Linked DNA regions of Mus musculus: region 1 is linked to region 2. The links are chromatin contacts, called in public Hi-C maps. All regions are on one chromosome and are shown on one strand. Each heading gives the region's core, a stretch centred on a gene start, on an enhancer-like site or on the middle of the called end of the contact. The rest is flanking DNA. Distances are from core to core; before and after follow the strand shown.

The links. A called contact is a pair of places that touch in the nucleus more often than the background predicts.
Region 1: a contact with region 2 is called in a Hi-C map of muscle stem cells, with 2.8 times the contacts expected there. The contact joins two enhancer-like sites. A contact is called at or near these places in 1 of 15 datasets of contacts at CTCF or cohesin (large pre-B cells), 16 of 484 Hi-C or Micro-C datasets (B cells, the C10 cell line, the CH12 cell line and 8 more) and 1 of 115 datasets of contacts at active chromatin or transcription factors (double positive thymocytes).

Annotation. Positions count from the first base shown.
Region 1 is chr13:92,734,887-92,739,952 of GRCm38.p6, reverse strand. No RefSeq gene overlaps it. Among named protein-coding and RNA genes, the nearest start is that of Gm41018, 30 kb to the right of the region's middle. Within about 2 kb of position 2,877, at least 58 of the 459 cell types and tissues checked have an H3K27ac peak or open chromatin away from gene starts, as enhancers often do. A contact at or near this core is called in muscle stem cells, where this site is marked.
Region 2 is chr13:92,654,948-92,659,883 of GRCm38.p6, reverse strand. All of the region lies in intron 1 of Serinc5 (serine incorporator 5), which reads right to left. Among named protein-coding and RNA genes, the nearest start is that of Serinc5, 46 kb to the right of the region's middle. Within about 2 kb of position 3,188, at least 49 of the 459 cell types and tissues checked have an H3K27ac peak or open chromatin away from gene starts, as enhancers often do. A contact at or near this core is called in muscle stem cells, where this site is marked.

The DNA.
Region 1 (5,066 bases), core at 1,628-4,127, 80 kb before region 2:
GCACTGCATGTCTGTAGAGTATAGACATACAAGCACTTAGAACACCCATGCACATACAATAAAATAAGTCTAAAAAAATGTTTAAGTTAGACATGCATTTATGCATTGGGAGAACCTATATTTACTTAGCCGTGAGTTTTTAGCTGGGTCCAAATGGGACCTCAGCCTAAATCTCCCTGCCTAAGAAAAGTAGGTTTCCAAAGAGCAGAAAACCAAGGCAACCTCCCAGTCCAGAACAGATGGTTTGTCACTAATTGAGAGAGAGAGAAAACAAACAAACAAACAAACAAACAAACAAAAACTAGGTTCCCAGAGTGGGATGATGGGGGAGGGGGGCGCATGCCTATGGTTAACTTTAGCAAACATCTAAAACTTGGGGAACTCACTCAGAGGTACAGCTCTTCCTGGCCCATGTGATGCAGAAAGGATTAAAGCCTTTTGTAGAGAACCTACCCTGGATGGCTGAGGCAGGTTCAAGTACCACACCCATACTTTCAGTATCTATAGTTATGCTCTAGTTTGAAAAGACATCTACTAGGTATGCAAACAAGAGTTGACACAGAAGGCTCTAGGAGCCCAGTCTGGCCTGCAAACACTTGGCTAGTGTAATGGTCAATCTGCATTATCAACTCGGTTAAGAAACTCCTAGATTAATGAAACATAGCTCTGAGAGTGTCAGTGAGGGTTTTTCTAGAGACCATGAAGGGGCAAAATACTCCTGAATCCTGGGCAGCAGCAAACTGGCTGGGACCCAGCCTGGGAAAAAAGGTGGGCAGGAAGTCCACTAGTGCGGGCTCCCCTCTGCCTCCCAGCTGCAGTGAGGGGTGTATCTCACCCCCAACTCCCCACTCTCCACTCCCCCAGCCCTCTCAGAAATAACAAAGCCAGCTGTCTGTGGCCTGCAGTCCAACAGCCCCAGGCAAAAGACACTCTCTTCCTCTTGCAAAGTTTCCTTCACATGTTTTTCATAACAAGAAACCACCACAGCTGACACCTGCGAGCCATCAGGCTGCAGAAAGCCTCACTGGGACCCATGCCACACCCAACCCTCCAAAAGCCCAGATGCTTTGGTGGCCTGCAACTCTCCTGCCACCAGCATCCGAGACTGTCTATCTCTAGGCTTTCCTGCTCAGGTAGTCTCCTAGTTAAGGTTGCTGTTGCTATGATGAAACACCCTGACCAAAGCAACATGGGAAGGAAAGGGTTTATTTGTCTTATGCTTCCACGTCATAGTTCATTACTGAAGGAAGCCAGGGCAGGAACCTGGAGGCAGGAGCTGATGCAGAGGCCATGGAAGTGTGCTGCTTAGTAGCTTGCTCTTCATAGCTTGCTCATCCTGCTTCCTTATAGAGCTCAGGGCTACCAACCCAGGAGTGGCACCACCCATAATGGACTGGACCCTCCCCCTTAGACCACTAATTAAGGAGATGCCTGACAACTGGATCTTATGAAGGCACTTCCTCAATTAAGGCTCCCTAAATTTTGATGACTCTAACTTGTGTCAAGGTCACATAAAAATAGCCAGTGCAGGTAGTATGCTCAAGTACCAGAGAAGCACAAGCCCTTGGATGGTCCCCCACAGAACTAAAGAGAGCTGGTTTGTGGGGGGGAACTTTGTGGAAAGTGTTCTACGTGCCTTCAGCATGGTTAACCTCCAGTCGCCCTCAGGAGAATTCCTTCCTCCTCATCCTCTACGTAAGGTTCCTCTATATCCTAAGTAATGAAGTTACCTTCACCGTATTTTGAGACAGGAGTCCATGAGTCCCAAGCTGGTCTTGAACTCACAAGGAACTGAAGATGGGATACACAAAGCAACTCTATCTGATTCCTGCAGCACTGGGGTTCAAACCTAGGGCCTGAGTGCATACCAGGCAGGTACTCTAGCAACTGCGCCTAAAGGAGTTTCAGGCAAATCCTTATCTCAAGGTCTGCTTCTGAGGGAGCTAGTCACAAGTGAATTACTCACCCAGATTTTACTTAAGCCAGACTTGTGGAATCTCAAATTTGAGTTCTCTCTCTCTCTCTCTCTCTCTCTCTCTCTCACACACACACACACACACACACACACACACTTTTCAGCATCTCTCTGAAACAAAGACATCCTTATCTTTAACACAGGCCTTACTGTCCCAACAAAAGCAGCCCATCAGCCAAGTGTAGTGATGTATGCCCACAGCTCCAGGACACAAGAGCTTGAGGCAGAAAGACTGAGTTCCAGGCAATGGCCTGTTTCAAAACAAAACAAACAAACAAACAAAAAAACAATGCACACAGTCTCTTCCACAGGCAAGAGCAGAGAAAGAATAAAGGCACACTTGCTCAGTCTCTTTCTCTACAGTCTAGGACCCCCTCTGCCTAGGGGATTGTACTGCCCACAGTGGGCTGTGTCTAAATAGTTAACATTGGTAGTCAAATCAGCCCCCCACAGGCATGCTCACAGGCCACTTTGATTTAAGCAATCCCTCATAAATTGATACTTAAAACTTAACCATCAAGATGGTATAGCCGTTCGATAAGTAAATGCTAACTGTGGAGTAAGGAAGTGATATCAATACTGGGTCATTCATTTCCTTGCTTAACCCACTCCCCTCACACATAGCCCTGGCCTGCGACCAATGCCTTGTCTTTTTCCTCCTTCTCCTGTACTGTCCCAGTGAAGCAAGGGACAGCAGGCAGCCAGTGTCTGCTCTGCACACCCTACATGAGTGGATGGTGGCAAAGATGATCTGCCCACCCCTACTCGCCCTGATGAGGCCATACTTGGGTGTTCCACCCTATTTTTCTGCACACTGAGGAAAGCTGCCAGGAACAGGCTCTGCAAACAGCCTTCTTACACAGAAGTGCGTTTCCATCTCATCGAGCACAGCTGTCACGCCTGCTGGCTGACTGAGGTCTGCGAGGCTCACCATGTGCCACCTGCCCAGAGGGCAGATACAATTCACAGGCACGCTCAGCTTGCCAAAACCAATCCCTTCCCAGCTCAGAGATCCACTCCCCCCTCACCACTCACAACCCCCCACCGCATGCCCCAGAGCCTTCCCAACAGTTGTCACCTGCTTTACAGACACCTCAAGTGACAGGGAGCTCTCTTCTACCTGAAGTAGGACGTCTTAGACATTTCTAACAGTGGGCATTGTTTCGCTAAACACTTGATAAGTGCCAGGGACTATTAAAGTGCCAGACCTGTGTGATTCCTTTAGTTAGTGAGAGAACTCTGAAACAGCGACTCATGTGCCCATCCCCACTTGACAGGCAGCTCAGAGGATTAATGACCTTCCCTGACTCACACAGGGAGAGAAGAAGTGGGGCAGGCAGTGAGATTTCAGAGCGAGGCTGTCTTCCACCACAGTCTTACTATTGCTACCCCTCTTCTCTAGTTAGAGGTAGGATGGTCTATCAGACCACTTACTCTTTTTAGATCAAATCTTTCTAAGACTGTAATGAAAGCCACGGCCCCTCTCCTGGCTAACGTGCTTATGCTCACAACACTTTGTATACAACCTCAGGAAGTCAACCATCTCAGCTAAGGACCCCAGCTAACACAGGATGGTTTTGCCTTTGCACAAAGGGATTTTAAGGGTCTTTTTTTATGTCTGGGAGTTTTTCAGCGACAAGGAATTAAAACAACTATGGAGACAAGACTCCAAAGCCAAGTGCTGGGCAGCCATCTTCATTTGTTCCCCCCGATGACGTCATTAAGGAATTGCCAGCCCAGTACAGCATTGAAAATGCCAACCCGCTTTTGACCTGATAATTCGGTGTTGGGATTTGTTTTAAGAAATTATTTAAATAAGATGAAATAAAATAAATTATTTAGAGAAAATGAAAATAAAAGCCACACCCCCAAAAAATGTATAGCAAACTTATCTCAGAGAGAGAAGAAAGAGAAGAAAAAGCTAGAAGGAGCAAAGGGACTAAAAGGCCAGCAAAATAACAGGGCACGTAGAATTAAACACATTCACCAATCAGCTTAGCCAAAAGAACTAACATAAACTTAGGAGGTGGACAGATAGGACAAAGAACACACACACAGTAGTGGCAGTCAATTATGAAGTGACAGACTGAGAGTCTCTGGGGACTTGCTAGGCTCTTTTCATACATCTCCCTAAAAGACCAATCAGAGTAAAAGCAGCTCAGAGGAGACAAAGAGATGGATAGAAACACAGACACACACACAAACACACACACACATACACACACAGAGAGACACACACAAGCACCCACACACACAGACACACACATACACACACACACACACAGAACTATAATGTAATACGCTCTGAAAAATGTCAAGTGTACACCTGTATCACAAAAGCAGGAGGCGGCATCTAAGAGAGTAAGTCAGGTAACAATTTTGGAGAATGATGGTAGCCAAAAATAATGCATTCAACAGAAACTATAGAAGATAAAACATAAGCATTCAAGAAATAACAAGCAACCGTGGACAGTAAAACCTGGGAGAGCCATTCAGTGTGAGCAGGGCCCACAAGGACAGACAAGATAGAAGTTACAGCTGAGTTTCAGCATCTGCTTCCAGTCAGGCGGGGAGGTAGACTCGGGGATGAGGGAAGAGGTCTCTGGGGATCGTGGTGCCCCTATGATGGTTAAACATCCAGGTTCTTTCTGTGGTATCAGAAACTAAAACCAGGGCATCTCCATAACTGCATGCATACTAACCAAGGGTCTGCATTCTCAAAAGACAAGCTAATTACATAATATAATTAGCATTATGGTTTTAGCTCTCACCTCAGGCAGGGGCTTTTTAAGAGGATCATGGACTTAAAAGATAGATCTGGTCCAACCCATTTGGAAAGCAAAAAGGGACCACCTTGACACCCATCTCATAAATATTCATAGAAATTTCTTTAAAATCCACAAAGTGGGCTGCTAAGATCCTTTGGGTCCTTCAGCCTCTCTCGAGGATACTTTCCTTTGCTTTGCTAAACAGACTTCTGCTTATACTGTCGCTTGGCAGAATTCTTTCCTCCAAGAAGACAAGAGCTAAGGAGAACCTTCACCAGGTTACAGATACAGAAGGTTCAGTATCATCCTGGTAGGGCCCACAA
Region 2 (4,936 bases), core at 1,939-4,438:
CACTAGAGTATATACGTCTTTCACTTGGGGAAACTAGGTCACTGGGTCACATGGCCATGTGTACTGCACATGCATGTGGGTGGAGGCCAGGGGTCTGCACTGGATGCCGCTCCTGACACTTTTCCACTTTGTTTTTCAAGACAGAGTCTTCCTCTGAATGTGGACCTCATCCACTCACCCAGATGAGCTGGCCAGGAAGCCCATGGCGACTGGAACTACAGGGGTAGGCTGCCACACCCAGTTTTTTATGTGGGTCCCAGAAATCATATCAATTTCTCTTGCTTGTACAGCACATACTGAACCAATTCAACATTCTCTCTGCCCCCATTATTTGGGAAAACTAGATCTTCGATAAAACATAAGGCAGCAGGCTAGTAAGTGGATAGCAGCTCAGGAGAGAAATCAGCCTTTGTGGACTGTGAGTTAGACTCTGCCACCTAGAAATTAAGACTCGGTATCCCCACTTATAAAGTAACAGTGGGAACAGACGCTACATGTCCCTTATACGTTGCTGTGGTCGTTTGGAAGCCCCCTCAGCTGCAGCTGGTGTAAAGGAGATTTTACACAACAGAGCCTCTCTGAAAGGAATTGCCATAAACTGCAAACTACATCTGAATCTGTGAGTGCCAACACTGTTTTATATTGAACCTAAGCCCTAATAGTTCAATTTCTTGAAAATGATCTGGAAGTTTGGGAACTTTGCAAAGCTTCCAAACAAGCACGAGTTACAAGACTATATTATAAACATCATGTACAGTGAGACTAGGTAGCAGGGTGTGTTGAAAATACAGCAAATTATAACAATGTCATAGATCTCCGAAGTCTGGTCATATCACAAGCTTCCTTCCTTACTTCATGAAAGCACTGGTGTTGGAGTCTCTGCCCTTCAGGATGGCAACATGGCTTCAAATTCCTGCTAACGTCTTCTTAGCATCTAGCACTCAACTTTTCAAGCCATCTTACTCAAAAGGCTAAACAGGCCACCGCTTTTAACAAATTCTCCGTAGGCTGAGCCAACAGACAGAGCGTGCAAAGAGCGGTGCTACACGTGGTCTTTACCAGCATAGCTGCTGTTCCCTTTACATACAGACATCCTGTTGGCTGGTGTTTTGTTTTGGCCTCAAGCTCCTCCTCCCAAAGGCTGGGAATGCAGACATGCACCACCATAACGTTCTAGGATTGAACCCAAGGCCTTGTACAGGCAAAGCACTACCAACTCCATACCCTCAGGCCTCTTGGTCCCCACTGACATCTCTGATTTTATTGACTCTTTCCATATGTGTACAGATCTTCCTCTTTTTTAATTCTCTCTTCCCTCCACCCCACCCCCAAAACTAGCTTGATTCCCTGGCTCTCTCTCCTCTTTCCTAGCTTTTCTTTAAGCCACGTTGTCTCAGATAACCATATTCGCTGCATACCAAGTTCAGATGTGACAAAATACCCTATTAGGAAAGAAAATTCCTTTAGAAGCAGTTCACTAAAGTTTGAATCTTAAGTACTGCTCAAATGTGGCAAAAGACTGGCCCGGCCACATCCAACCTAAGACAGTGGTCGCTAACCTTCCTAACGCTGTGACCCCTTAACACACTTCCTCATGCTGTGGTGACCCCCCAACCACAAAATTATTTTTGTTGCTACTTCATAACTTTAATTTTGTCACTGCTATGAACCATAACCTGCTGTGTTTTCTGATGGTCTCAGGTAACCCCTATGAAAGGGTCACTTGGCCCATAAAGGGGGTCATGACCCAAATGTTGAAGATGTCTGACCTAAGTGCAAAGCTAGAGCAAGATCAGGTCACAGAAAGGCCTGGGAGGCCCTGGCTCTTCTGTCAGATGCTCCCCTCATGCTGTGCTGCCTGTCACTGGCCCAAAGCACAGGAATAGCCAATCACTTTCAAAACCCAGGCAGGATGTCTCATCCCTTTACAGGCCAACATCTCAGGCATTCAGAATGAGCTAGAAAGCTTCTAGCTAAGGATGGAACTGTACCACGGCAGAGTCGATGGTTAGGCTTACTATCTCCACAGATGGGAAAAGGAATGCATACAGATATTTAAATTTGTCTAAATGGTCACAGAAAGGATACGATTATGGAGAACACTAAAACGAAGCAGGTGGTTTAATTCATGTTTAAGTCATGTATCAATGTATGCACCGAGTTTGTCAAGCAGCACTATTTACTTGCAGTGCTTTGGTCCAGTGTAGAGAATCTACCTAGCATGTGCAGTGCCACAGGTCTAAAAACAGTACTGCCAAAACCCAGACATATGTACATTTATATGCGTGTACATATTGTATAAAGATTATAAAAATATTGCAATTCAACAATAGCCTTTCTCTACTATATCAAGAGTCACCCTTCAAAGCAAACTATACCAATAAACAAGGGAAGGCATGCATTGCCTTAAGCTAAATGCTGACAAATGTACTATGTGGACACTGCCAACAGAGTCTATAAAAGGAACGCTAGCATTCCAAGAAATTCTTACTCCACCTGCACTGACTGGCCACACTGTAGGGAGAACACAACTTAGGATATAATAGATTCATCCAGCCCCTGCCTCCAGAGTGTTATTACCCTGGCAGAACCTCCTCCAGTTCTTCACCTTAGAAAATTCCTGCTGGACAAACTCCAGGCTGTCACAAGCTTGGAGAGAAAAGCCACTGTCCTATTCCTGGCTCTACAGGGCATAAGCCTTTTGCCAAACAAGTCAGGCTTATAAAACAAACACAGGGTTTAGAGCACCAAGACTGAGCTGTAACGTAAACTAGGGACTTTGGGAAACCAAGGGGACATACAGACTCATGAGGTATAAACTGGTCTCTGTGCTGAGGGATGCTGTCCAAGAGAGAGCATGGTGACATGGCAAGACACTGATGTCATTAGGAAAGCTGATCCTGGGAGGACGCTGATCATCACATTAGATAATGATGACCGCAGGAGGAGGCTGGTCACCATGGGAGAAAGCCAGTCATCACTGGGGAGGGTACACTTCTGTGGGAACAGAGCATATGGAAAAAGTTTCTGTTTTTCTATTCAGTTTTGCTATGAGCTCAAAATTACTCTTTTAAAAAGCCTTTTGTTTAAGATAAAAATTAAAAATGAACAAAGCGGCGCTGTCCACCCTTGCCTCAGTAAATAGATGTTCAGTGAGTAATGTATGATGAAGTCATGTGGGTGGAAAACCCTCAAACAAAAGCACAAGCAACCCCAGGCCCTGGGCCACCATCACAAGCCACACGCTGAACTCAATCTCCTACCAGCGTCGTATCACCAAGAATTAAGGGGTATAATTTTCACTTTACTTTTTTCAATTTTATTTTTGAGAACATAATTACATCATTTCACACTTCGCTGTCCTCCCTCCAAACCTTCCCATATATGCCTCCTTACTCTTTCAAATTCATGGCTTCTGTTTTCATTACTGTTTTTACATGCATATAAGCATACACATATATAGTCCTAAAGATGAATAGGTGCCCTGCTCTTACTGTAAAGTGTTATTTGTGTGTGTGTTTTCAGGGCTGACCACTGGTATTAGATAACCAATGGTGTGCTCTTCCCCGGGGAACACTTTTCCTGCTTTGACATTCCTTAGTTGCCTGTAGCTCTTTGTATACCTTATAGGGTTGAGGCTTCATGAACTCCCCTCCATATAATTTTTATACTCTTCAGAGGGCATTACTTACAATTCTTCCAAGTTCATCCTGGCAGAATCACACCTATGAGCATCCCAAGACTTAGTTACAAACATCGAGAAAGCCTACAATCCATTTGCATTAGGCCTAATGTTAAAGTAATCGTGGGCTTTCTACACAATAGGATACTGTTTTGAAATGAGAAGGTTAATATTACTGAGCCTGTGTCTCCTTCAAAATTCACATGTTGAAGTACTAGTCTCTGGTACCCAAAAGTGTGACTTTATTTGGTCTTTAGAGGGTAGGGTTTTGAACAGGATCATTGGAACAGCCCTGAACACAGGGGCTTGTCAGAGTCACAGGGACTGCCATGTAAGAAGACTCTACAGGGGTCATTTAGAAGACAACTTGCCAAAATCTTACTCTGGGGCTTTTCACCTCTGGAAATGAGGCATTAGAGTTTTGTTTAAGCCATATGGGTGGTGATCTTGAATGTGGCAGCCCAGGGTAATGTGCTGACACAGGCTATCTATGCAGAGGTTTATACAGCCACATGCGAAGATACAAAACTACTAACATCAACTACCAGGAGACTGGACCTAGATATGGGGAGGGAACAGAAACATCTACTTAACACTCAAGTTTTTAGTGTGTGTGTGTTTCCTTTTTTTGCTTTATTTTGGGGGACAGGATCTTACGAATTCCTGGTTGGCCTCAAGCTCACTGTGTATCTGACAGATCTTGTACTCCTGACTCTTCTCCCAAGGGCAAGTTGGTGCCATACATGGCAAGTGGTCAGGTTTCTTTTCTTTTTAAAGAATAATACAGCACCCTGAGCTTCATGAGATCCAGTCAAAGGAAGGAGGGAAGGGGAAAAGGAAGGGGAAGGGGAAGAGAAAGGGGAAGAAAAGGGAGGAGGGAATGAAAATGAAGTGTTTAGAAAAGCAATGAGGTTCGAAGCTGTTTCTGTCAACAGATTTGCAAACGTGTATAGACATATGTCACTCTCTTCCCTTCTGAAGAACCTTCCTCTCCCCAATCACAACAGCGTCTCTGTCACTCCTGCCCCTTCTCACTGCCCCCCCTTCTCACTGCCCCCCCTTCTCACTGCCTCTCCTTCTCACTGCCTCTCCTTCTCACTGCCCCCCTTCTCACTGCCCCCCCTTCTCACTGCCTCTCCTTCTCACTGCCCCCCTTCTCACTGCCTCTCCTTCTCACTGCCCCCCTTCTCACTGCCTCTCCTTCTCACTGCCCCCCTTCTCACTGCCCCCCCTTCTCACTGCCCCCCTTCTCAC